Regions from separate parts of the Mus musculus genome. Here region 2 is linked to region 1. Evidence: chromatin contacts called from public Hi-C data. All regions are on one chromosome and are shown on one strand. Each heading gives the region's core, a stretch centred on a gene start, on an enhancer-like site or on the middle of the called end of the contact. The rest is flanking DNA. Distances are from core to core; before and after follow the strand shown. Region 1 overlaps Cyp39a1 (cytochrome P450, family 39, subfamily a, polypeptide 1). Region 2 has its middle 10 kb from the start of Gm41581.

Evidence for each region. A called contact is a pair of places that touch in the nucleus more often than the background predicts.
Region 2: a contact with region 1 is called in a Hi-C map of the C2C12 cell line, with 2.8 times the contacts expected there. The contact joins two enhancer-like sites. A contact is called at or near these places in 6 of 39 promoter capture datasets (the 3T3-L1 cell line, embryonic stem cells, hippocampal neurons and 1 more), 2 of 15 datasets of contacts at CTCF or cohesin (embryonic stem cells and large pre-B cells), 11 of 484 Hi-C or Micro-C datasets (the C2C12 cell line, cerebral cortex, cranial neural crest and 5 more), 3 of 115 datasets of contacts at active chromatin or transcription factors (embryonic fibroblasts, embryonic stem cells and heart atrium) and 1 of 9 other capture datasets (embryonic stem cells).

Annotation. Positions count from the first base shown.
Region 1 is chr17:43,704,749-43,709,920 of GRCm38.p6, forward strand. The region is part of intron 7 of Cyp39a1 (cytochrome P450, family 39, subfamily a, polypeptide 1); the gene reads left to right. Among named protein-coding and RNA genes, the nearest start is that of Gm25783, 9.0 kb to the left of the region's middle. Within about 2 kb of position 2,608, at least 27 of the 459 cell types and tissues checked have an H3K27ac peak or open chromatin away from gene starts, as enhancers often do. A contact at or near this core is called in the C2C12 cell line, embryonic fibroblasts and muscle stem cells, where this site is marked.
Region 2 is chr17:43,752,492-43,757,663 of GRCm38.p6, forward strand. No RefSeq gene overlaps it. Among named protein-coding and RNA genes, the nearest start is that of Gm41581, 10 kb to the left of the region's middle. Within about 2 kb of position 2,005, at least 25 of the 459 cell types and tissues checked have an H3K27ac peak or open chromatin away from gene starts, as enhancers often do. A contact at or near this core is called in the C2C12 cell line, embryonic fibroblasts and muscle stem cells, where this site is marked.

The sequences.
Region 1 (5,172 bases), core at 1,358-3,857:
TCCCAGTATGCCCACTAATGCCAAGCACACGGTGACACTAGCAGGGGACACTAAATGACATTGTGTCCCTGGGAACTTCAGCCTGTGAATTCTGAAATTGGTGGCAAGCAAATCAAAATCGTAGTCTCCTTTTCTTCATATCATTAGCTTTTTCTTCCCCCTTTTCTGCTTCTTTTTTATTCATGTGTAAATATGTGTATGTGTCCGTGTCCATGTCCGTGTGTGTGTGTGTGTCCGTGTGTGTGTGTGTGTGTCCGTGTGTGTGTGTGTGTGTTTGTGTGTGTGACGTGGAAATGCATGCACTGCACTAGTAGCTGTACAGAGAACACTGCAGAGGCCAAAGGAGGGCGTCAGGTGTTCTCCGACTAGCTCCACTGGGTCACTGTGGCAGGATCTCTGGCTGAGCTTGGAGCTTGTATTTTCTCAGCTAGCCTAGAAGCCTGCAGATCTCCAGCATCCCCCATCTCCACCTATTTTGCTGCTGGCGTGACAGGCATTTGCCAGACTCCTGGCTTACTTTGGTTCTGAAATCCAAACTTCAATCCTTATGCTTGCACAGCAAGCTCTCTTAGCTTAGACGAGTCTCTCCCTCCCACAGCTGGCAATTTTAAACTATAATGCAACGATTACCCGAAGTCTCTATGTGCTGGCCAGAAACAAATGCTCATTCCCTTTATCGTTATTTTTTTTTAATTAAAGAATCTACAAAGTGATAGTTCAATGAGACTTGGATTCTCTGTTCCTTTTCTTTTTCTTTTTTAAAAAATGTATTTATTTAATGCATATGAGCATCCTTTCACTGACACACCAGAAGAGGGCATCAGATCCAATTACAGATGGTTGAGAGCTACCATGTGGTTGCTGGAAATTGAACTCATGACCTCTGGAAGAGCAGGCAGTGCTCTTAACCACTTAGCCATCTCTCCAGCCACGGATTCTCTGTTTCAATGAAGTTTCCCCCAAATATCTATCTCCTGTGAAGTTTCACCTCTTCTCAGAAGGGTGTGCATTGCTTTGCCTACACAACTGAAGAATAAAATTAAATTACTTAACTCTTGGCTTTAAGTTAAACTATATATTAAATTATGTTATTATTTATTCTTTTAAACGTACATTTTTGTTTTGCTTTGTTTTTGAGATAGGGTTTTCTGTGTATCCCAGGCTAGCCTAGGCTCACCTCTGATTTGCAGGACTCCTTCCAAGTGCTGGGAGCAGAGGCTGTACCACCAGCGCGGCTGTCAGTTTGTCTGAGTAGCTTCCCACTCGCCCACCACTGGGGTCTGCTTTCCGCATCCTGGTGGAACACTGACATGCATGTTTCGATGCTTCCTGAACTATCTGTTCACTTCACCTTGCGTTGTCTTCTCCAGGTAGCAGTGAAGTACCGCTGGTCCTCAGACGCCTAGTCAGGTCAGCAGGTGCACGCCCGTTCCTTGGCAGGCCACCTAAACCAACCTGCGCTTTTAATCTTTAGTTTCTGTGTGCACTGTGTTAGAAGCCATTTTCTTTCTTCATTTAGGAGTTCCTCGCTGGGAATTTGCCCGTCAGCAGTGCTTGCTCAGTCTTAACAACAAGCAGACAGCGGGCGGATAAAAATTACCAGAGTTCGATATTTTTTTCCCCTACACACATCTTATGTTTTATTTCATCAACATTTTTATGTATTTGCTTCAATTTATAACCATGGACCCATGCATTCACAGAACCTTCTCTTTCTACCTATAATCTTATTGTTATTCCACAATGAGATTTATTGTTTAATTTTATGATTCTAATTTAATTACAACCTTTCCCCCTCCAAGCCCTCCCATAGCCCCCTTCACTCTCCTTCAAATTCCTGACTTCTTCAACTGTTATTGCATGCATATATGCATTTGTGTATACATGTTTATTTCTTTATTACCAAGAATAACTTGTTGAGTCTATTCCCTCCCTGAACCCCGGTTGATTTACAAGGAAGAGGATTCATTAACACAAATACACCTAGGTAGGACTGATTTCTTTTCCTTGAAGTACAAGTCATAAGCCATGCATGCAGAAATGCTCACATGAGGGCTGGAGAGATATCTCCATGGTTAAGAGCCCTCCCTGCTCTTACAGAAGTCGTGAGTACCATTCGCAGTACCACAACAGTTGATCCACAAGTTCCTTTTACCTTCTACTCCAGGGTGTGCAATGCCCTCTTCTGGACTCTGTGGGTACCTGCAGTTCATGAGCACACACCCATACACCAGCATAAGACTAAAAAGAAATCTTAAAAGAAAAAAAAAAAAAGTCTGTTGGTTTAGAGTCAGAGGTAGAGCTGTGAATTTTCATCCACTTAGTCATGAAATTTGTGAGTTTGAAAACACGAGATATCTTAACCACAGCTAATAATATTTTTATGCTTGTTTGTTTTGTTTTTCTTTTGGGCTCCATTGCATTAGGATGGGACAGCGAGCCCAATGGAGCGTACTAACACTGTAGGGTGGCCCTTGACTTGGATAATAAATATAAACATGTCTGCAAACTAGCAAAATCCAAATGAAGCCCAGCCCCAGGCTGACACTGTAGGTGACAATGGTGCTGCCCTCCCTGGCTCCATTAGCTCAGCGTTCCTATTTTAGTATATCCCAACATTTGCACTAACTCCATCTAGTGGTCCAGCGTCACTTGCACACTAACTCAGCTTCTCTCCACTTGGATGCATTCCCCTGTGCTCTTGGCAGCCAATAACAGCATTCTTGAAAGATGCCATCATTCCTCTTCAGCTGACTTCATAATCTTACTCATTATTCTTCCCCAGCTAGCCAGGGCTGTTAACCAGAGTTATGATTGGAATGAATCTTTTTGATTCTTTATGTGACAAATTGGCCCAAATTATGAAGAAAAAAGTCAAGTAATAGAGCCAAGATTACGCTAGAGGAGTTATGATTAGAGGAGACTTAGTTTATTAAAAAGTCTCTATTCCTACTTGAAATTTGATAACCTGAATCTAATATGGGGATTTAGAGACTAATGCATATCATATAGGAAATCTTTCACAGGGCTCATTTTCCTTTGCTAGCCTGGCCTATATAAGCTGGGCTGGGCCTAGGCCACAATAAACTACACAGATGTTTATTGCAACACCAGCCCTGAACACTGTATCTAAGTATTTACAAAAGCAAGAGGTTTCATCTGGCCTAAATTGCATCTTTCCCAGGCTAAATATGTAATTTTATCTTTTTCTCCTTAGCCCTAAAGCTAAAATTGTGCCATTTTGGAACACACACAGACTGAAAACTTCAGCCCAGGACTCCAGCCATGCAGACATCCATGCATGATAATGGGCTGTCTTAGTTAGGGTTCCCACTGCTGTGAAGATACACTATGGCCAAGGCAACTCTTATAAAGGACAACATTTAATTGGGGCTGGCTTACAGGTTTAGAGGTTCAGTCCATTATCATGGTCGGAAGCAGGGCAACACCAAGCAGGCATGGTGCAGGAGGAGCTGAGAGTTCTATGTCTTGATCCCAAGGCAGACAGGAGAAGACTGACTCTGGCCAGACTTAATCATATATAGGAGACCTCAAAGCCCACCCCCACAGTGACACACTTCCTCTAACAAAGCTACACCTCCCAGTAGTGCCACTTCCTAGGGGAAAAGCATTTTCAAACCACCACATTCCACTCCTGGCCCCATAGGTTAGTTCAAACACGTGAGTCTATGGGCGGGGGGCGGGGGTGGGGCATACTTAGCCATAGCATAATGCTAAAACATTTAGTTCAACTTCAGAAGTCCCATAATCTATAACAGTCTCAACAGTTTGAAAGTCCACAGTTCAAGGGCTCCTCTGAGATTCATACAATCTCTTAACTGCAATCCCTTAAAAAAAAATCAAAATCAAAAGGCAGATCATATACTTCCAACATCACAGGATATACATTGCCATCCTAAAATGGCATAGTGAAGAAATAGTGGACCAAAGCAAAACAGGAAACCAGCTGGGCAAACTCCAAACCTCTGCATCTCTGTGACTCTTCAGATTACAATTCCCTTCATCTTTGTTGGCTGCAGCAACTTCTTCCTGTTGTGCTGGTTCCAATCGTAGTTAGCAGCTTGTCTCAACAGATAGCTCATGGCTCTGCGGTCTCAACCATCTTGGGGTATCCAAGGTAACTTCAGCTTTATAGTCTCTTGTTCCAGTGTCTGGGATCCATGCATGATCTTCTGGGCTCCTCCAAAGGATGTGAGTCACTTCTCCAGCTCTGCCTTCTGTAACACTCTAAGCTCTGCTGACTCCACTCCACTGCTGCTGCTTTTCTTGTTGACCATTCCACGAAACTAGTGTCTCCAATTTGCTGGAATCCTCCACTGCAACTACACTTCGCCAATAGCCTCTCATAGGCTCTCTTCATGGTGCCAAGCCTCACATCTTTTGCATGACCCCTTTAGTCCTGGGCTGTCAACTGCAAATGAGGCCGCACCTTCACCAATGCCCTTCCATGGCCTCTCAATGTGCCAAGGCTCAGTTGCTCTCCATGACCCCTTCATGCCTTCAAACTAGTGCCACCTGGGTGACTCTTACACATTACCACCTCTAGCTTCAGCATGAGGTACAATCTTGGATATCTCTGGAACACAGCTTTCTTTGTGTTCTCAGAAAACACTTCCCAGAAGATTTCACCTCAATGATGCTGGTCTCGTAATCACGGCTAATTTCTTAGCTCCAGCTAACCAGCATCAATTTTCCCAGTAGTTCCTTCTATTCTTACTCTAAAGCCAGAGCGACACGCCTGAAGCTGCAAAGTTCTGCTGCTTGCTGGGGCTGGACCATGGCCCCCTTGGTCTAGTGTATTATCATCAGCATTCCATTTTCCAACTCCTTCACTGCCTAGCCTGGAACTTACTCTATAGATGGACCTTGAACTCAGAGATCTGTGTGACTCTGTGTCCTGAATTCTGGATTTGAAGTCATATACCACCAGGCCTAGATCTAAGATTTTTGCTACTTGGGACTTTCTCTTTCCTAGCCTGACCTTGAACTCAGACATCTGCTTGCTTCTGTCTCCTGGGATTAAGGATGTATACCACCATGCTTGGACCTGAGCTTTTTATGGCCACAATTCTTCACAACCTAGATCAAAAACTGATGACTGATGTCCTCCGTTTCTGGATTATGGTTCATGCCATATAAAAGTCCAGATAA
Region 2 (5,172 bases), core at 755-3,254, 47 kb after region 1:
AGCCTTTTTAGGTTTGGCTGAAGCTGCCTTCATAGTGTTTTAAGCATGGGCCTAAGGATTTCTCCACTCATGATGAACAAGAGAATGTTTTGCTGAGTCTAAGACGAACTTTGTAAGTGGCCAGATAAGACAGGTATGAGCTGTGTGGTGGTGGAACACAGCATCCTGTACAGCTTGCAATCCAGACTTCTATCTGCTCGTAGTATCGCCACTCACACCAAGAGCTACAAAATCATGTTTGTTGGAATCTCCTAACAGTCTCAGAGATGGTGGAGCAGATGAGGAGCCAGAAAGGAAGTGCTGATAACTCCCAAGAGTCCTTGAGGGATGCAGGAGAGGTTCTTCTGGCCCCCTTGGGTCCCTCTGTCTTAAGGAGTTGGTTTCCTCTTAGCATGGGTGCTCTGTAGTAAGCATCAAATCTTTTTGGCTTCTGAGTCTTGTGCTCATCTGTACTGGAAAGAGACCAGCAAGCATTAGAAGCCACTGTAAAGACTGGAGTAGCTCCAAGACTGCATTGAGTCCTATAAGTAATTGGATTGGATCCAACTGGAGGCCTCGGCTGTCTGACTGCTTGAGAGAGGCACTGGCAATAAGAGCACTTGCCTAGGGAAAGGTGAATCTTGGCTTTCCAGAATCTGCAGGGACTTTATGTTATAGCCTCTGTTTTTCTTGCCCTTGGATGCATATGACAAACTGCTTAAACCCTGGCAAAATGAAGATGATAATGAGAGCTACCCAGTATGCATCTGTCTGTATTTCTGGGTCATGTACATGAACATGTGAATGTATATGTGTGAATCTACTAAAATAATTTGAAGAGCTTATTACATTGCTTAATTTTCTCTTGCTGTGATAAAACACTATGACCAAAGTAACTTATACATGGAAGGGTTTATTTCGGCTTATGGTTCCAGAGGGATGAGACTCCGTCATAGCAGGGAACCAGGGCTTCAGGAGTAGGAAGCTGAGAGTTCTTATCTTAAACAGCAGACAGAAAACAGAGAGAGTACACCCACCCGAAGTAACATATTTCCTCTGACAAATGCTGCACCACTTCCCAAACACTGGCGCCAACTGGTGACCATATTCAAATACCTGAGCCCACAGGGGACATTTTCATCCAAACCACCCTAGAGCTCTGTTTAACTGCCTGAAAGGAAAAAAAAGTTATTAATTATAGATTTTTCAATACAATCTTTAATATCTTATTTTTATTTTGTTATTTTATATACATTGTTATAGTTCTTGCTTGTATGTGTGTGTGAGGGTGTCAGATTCCCTGAAACTAAAGTTATAGTTTTGAGCTGCCCCATGGGTGCTGGGAACCAAACTCTGGTCCTTTGGACGAGGACCTTTACCACTGAGCCATCTCTCCAGCCCCTAATTACAGATTTTTAAGTTATATTTACTAGTTAAACAAACTGTCGTGTTCCCTTTATATATTAGGCCACAAAGATAAGATTTAGCCATGCAGAGAAATGTACAAGAATGAATTCTTTCATACATAAAATTTATGAGAGTGGAAAGAGAAGAAAGGGATTTGTGTTTGACTGTTGGAATTGAATCTCTACTTCTTTGATGTCTGGATTTGATCATTGTTAGATAGCATTTCCTGTTGTCCAGTCTGGCACGAAACTGACTATCTGATGATGCTGCCTTTGAACTACTGATCCTCCCGTGCCCGCATCCCAAATCCAGACATTACAGGCATGCACAAACATGGCTGACTCCATTTATGGTGCTTTGATACTTCCTTGATTTGTCAATGAGCTGAGGCCTACAAAAGTAGGGCCTGCCACAGGGCTTCCTCGGTCTTTGGATGAATCTTATACAAGTTGTATATTTGGTTGGGAGGCTCTGGGACCTGGGCAGATGGTCAGTGTGAAGTCTTGGGATACAGATGTTTTTGTAATAGCTGGGCTGCCAGCTACCAAGTGAACTAGGCCGGGTGTGGCTGCTTCTATATTTTCTGCCTAGAACTGCCTCCTTGCTGCCCTTGCTGGGAACTGTTAGGTTAGATCACACCACCATCACCACAGCTTCTTGTTGTTAGTCATGGTTTTATCACCTTGTGTGTAAATCAAAAGTCCTCCCAAAGCCTGCCCTCCCTTCCTTCCTTCCTTCCTTCCTTTTCCTTCCTTCTCCTCCCTCCTTTCCTTCTTCCTTCCCAAAGCAGTGTGATTCTGATTCAATTTTAAAGTCCATTTTTTTCAAGTATTTTCTTCATCTCCCTGTCATTACTAGGAAGCCAGCACACCATGGAGAAGAGATACGGTCGTGAAAATAACTCTCTCCTTCCAGCTTGTGTTGTCAAGCTTTTGCAGTGATTTCACTCTGAGAGCAGCTACTAAATTCCATTCACATTCTGTCGCCTCCCATGGGAATCATCTTCGGATCTTCTGAGTCAGGGAGAGGAAGTGCAGTCCATGCCACAGGGTTTGCACACAGTTGCATCCCAATAGCTGCCGACTTAACTGCCAGGTGGCAGTGATCAACCTGGCTAGTGCCTGACCATTAGGTATAGTTACAGGGAAAGTGAATGGTATTTTCACCTTCCAGACATCCTTCTAGAAAATTCATTCTTGTGAATCATTCCTTCACTAGACTAGCTCAGCTCTCTGCTTGCATCCACAATAACCATCTGTTACTTCCAGCTTCTTGTATTCTCTCTCTCTCTCTCTCTCTCTCTCTCTCTCTCTCTCTCTCTTTCTCTGTCTCTCTCTCCCTCCCCCCATCCTCTCTCTCTCATCCTGCCCTGAGATTTTTGGGAAATATTAGCATACATCCTAAAGGTATATGAGTAGGTTTCATCCTTTCTCAATTTAGACAGCAACAGAATGCAGATATCTGTATGCACAGGGGATGCTTTAAGGAACTGCTGCTGTGCAGGACAGAGTGGCTGAACAGTTGTGCTCCCTTCAGTGCTCAGTGTCCTACAGTGTCCTAGCCATAACTTCCTGAATATATAGGAGATAGTGTAACCAGTGGGGCATCTGCAGTCAGATATATGTATATATATGTATAAACACACATATATGTATATGTGTAATGTATGTGTAAGTGCATGTGTATGTGTAAGTGTAAGTGCATGTGCATGTGTAAGTGTAAGTGTATGTGTATGTGCATGTGTATGTGTAAGTGTATGTGCATGTGTATGTGTAAGTGTAAGTGCATGTGACTGTGTAAGTGTATGTGTATGTGTAAGTGCATGTGTATGTGTAAGTGTAAGTGCATGTGTATGTGTAAGTGTATGTGTAAGTATATGTGTAAGTGCATGTGTATGTGTAAGTGTAAGTGCATGTGTATGTGTAAGTGTATGTGTAAGTGTATGTGTAAGTGTAAGTGTATGTGTAAGTGTAAGTGCATGTGTATGTGTAAGTGTATGTGTAAGTGTATGTGTAAGTATATGTGTAAGTGCATGTGTATGTGTAAGTGTAAGTGCATGTGTATGTGTAAGTGTAAGTGTATGTGTAAGTGTATGTGTAAGTGTAAGTGTAAGTGTATGTGTAAGTGTATGTGTAAGTGCATGTGTATGTGTAAGTGTAAGTGTATGTGTATGTGTACGTGTATGTGTATATCCCCACTGCATCTTTTAACCCAGAGAGGCAACATTTCACGCTGCAGACCCTCTGTGCCTCTGGTATGGAGCCACTTTTTTCTATACCTGTTTTTCCTCTGCAGAACAAGGTGCCTTTTCCCATTGCATGGGATCTCCCCAAATGCTCCTACCGACCGAAGGCGCTTGACCACTTCAAACTGTGGCATGAGTAGATTTCCCAGATTCCCTTGTAGTTCCGCATGACCAGTGACTGAGTTCTGACCAATGGGGTGTGAGCAAATTGGTAATGTTCACAACTCTAAGCACTGGCCTACAGAAGGCTTCGTGTGCCCCAACTTAACTTCCTTCCTCTATCTGTCAGCAGGATTCAAGGACTGGGTGTTTTGCTGTGAGGTAGCTATGGATGGATGGAGTAGCCCTAAATAGAAGAGGATTGCATCCTGACTGACCACAGAGAGAGGGGTTCCTTGGAGCATAGCCCGTGTTGCAGCAAGCATAACAAACAATACATTGTTAGGCAGCTGTGATAACCACTACAATACAGAAACAGACAGACTTTGACATTGTTAAGAAAAAAATAATAAAGTTGGGCATTTTTAGTAGCAGCAGGTGATACCTCGTGTATGTATTCGAAGTGCGATCCTAATTTAAATGTGCTGTCCTTTGGGTCAAGATGTAGATAAATGTCGCTCTCAGGCCTGGAGAGGTGACTCAGCCGTTCAGAGCACTGGCATCTCTTCCTGGGAACTGATGCAGTTCCCAGCACCCACTCCTATGGTGGCTCACAACCACCTGTACCTCCAGTTCCAGGGTATCCAATGTCCTCTGGACTCTGGGCACTGAATACATGTGGTCATATACATGCATACACTCATACACATGAAGATTATAAATCTTAAAAAAAAAAAAAAAAAAAAAGCAGAGGCAGGCAGATTTCTGAGTTCGAGGCCAGCCTGGTCTACAAAGTGAGTTCCAGGACAGTCAGGGCTACACAGAGAAACCCTGTCTCGAAAAACTAAAAAAAAAAAAAAAGAAAAAAAAAGAAAAGAAAAAAAAAGCTAACATCACTTGAAAAAATTTCCTATTGTCTTGAAGAAAACTAACATACTAAAAAATTAAATAAAACCAAATTAATTGATACTGGATTAGGAATTTATCTAACATGATTTATTATACCTCATCTATCAATAGATGAAATGTGTTGAAATATTTTAATAAATATCTCAAGTGTTCCTGTCCTATTTAGGAGTCTTCAAGAGCTTTGTATGGAGCTTGTTTTGTGACTCCAAACTCCCACAGAAATCAATTTTATATTTAATCCAGAATGTTTGGTTGTTGCCAGGTATCCACCAATTAATAACACAAGCACTAGCTTTTAAAACCAAAGCCAGGATGGAGTGGAAGGAAAGGACCCTGGAATTCCTGCCCTTGGGTCTGAACAAACAAGGAGGTTTCATGTTTGGAATTCCATAATAGCTTTTCTTGTTTTCTCTTGTGGCTTCTGCTGTAGGAGGAAGGAAGGAAGAAAAGCATAAAACAACTTAGTACTTAAACGCCGAAGGTGGACGGAGTTTTGTCCGCTGCTCATCGTAGGAAAGCTAGCAGAGATGTGC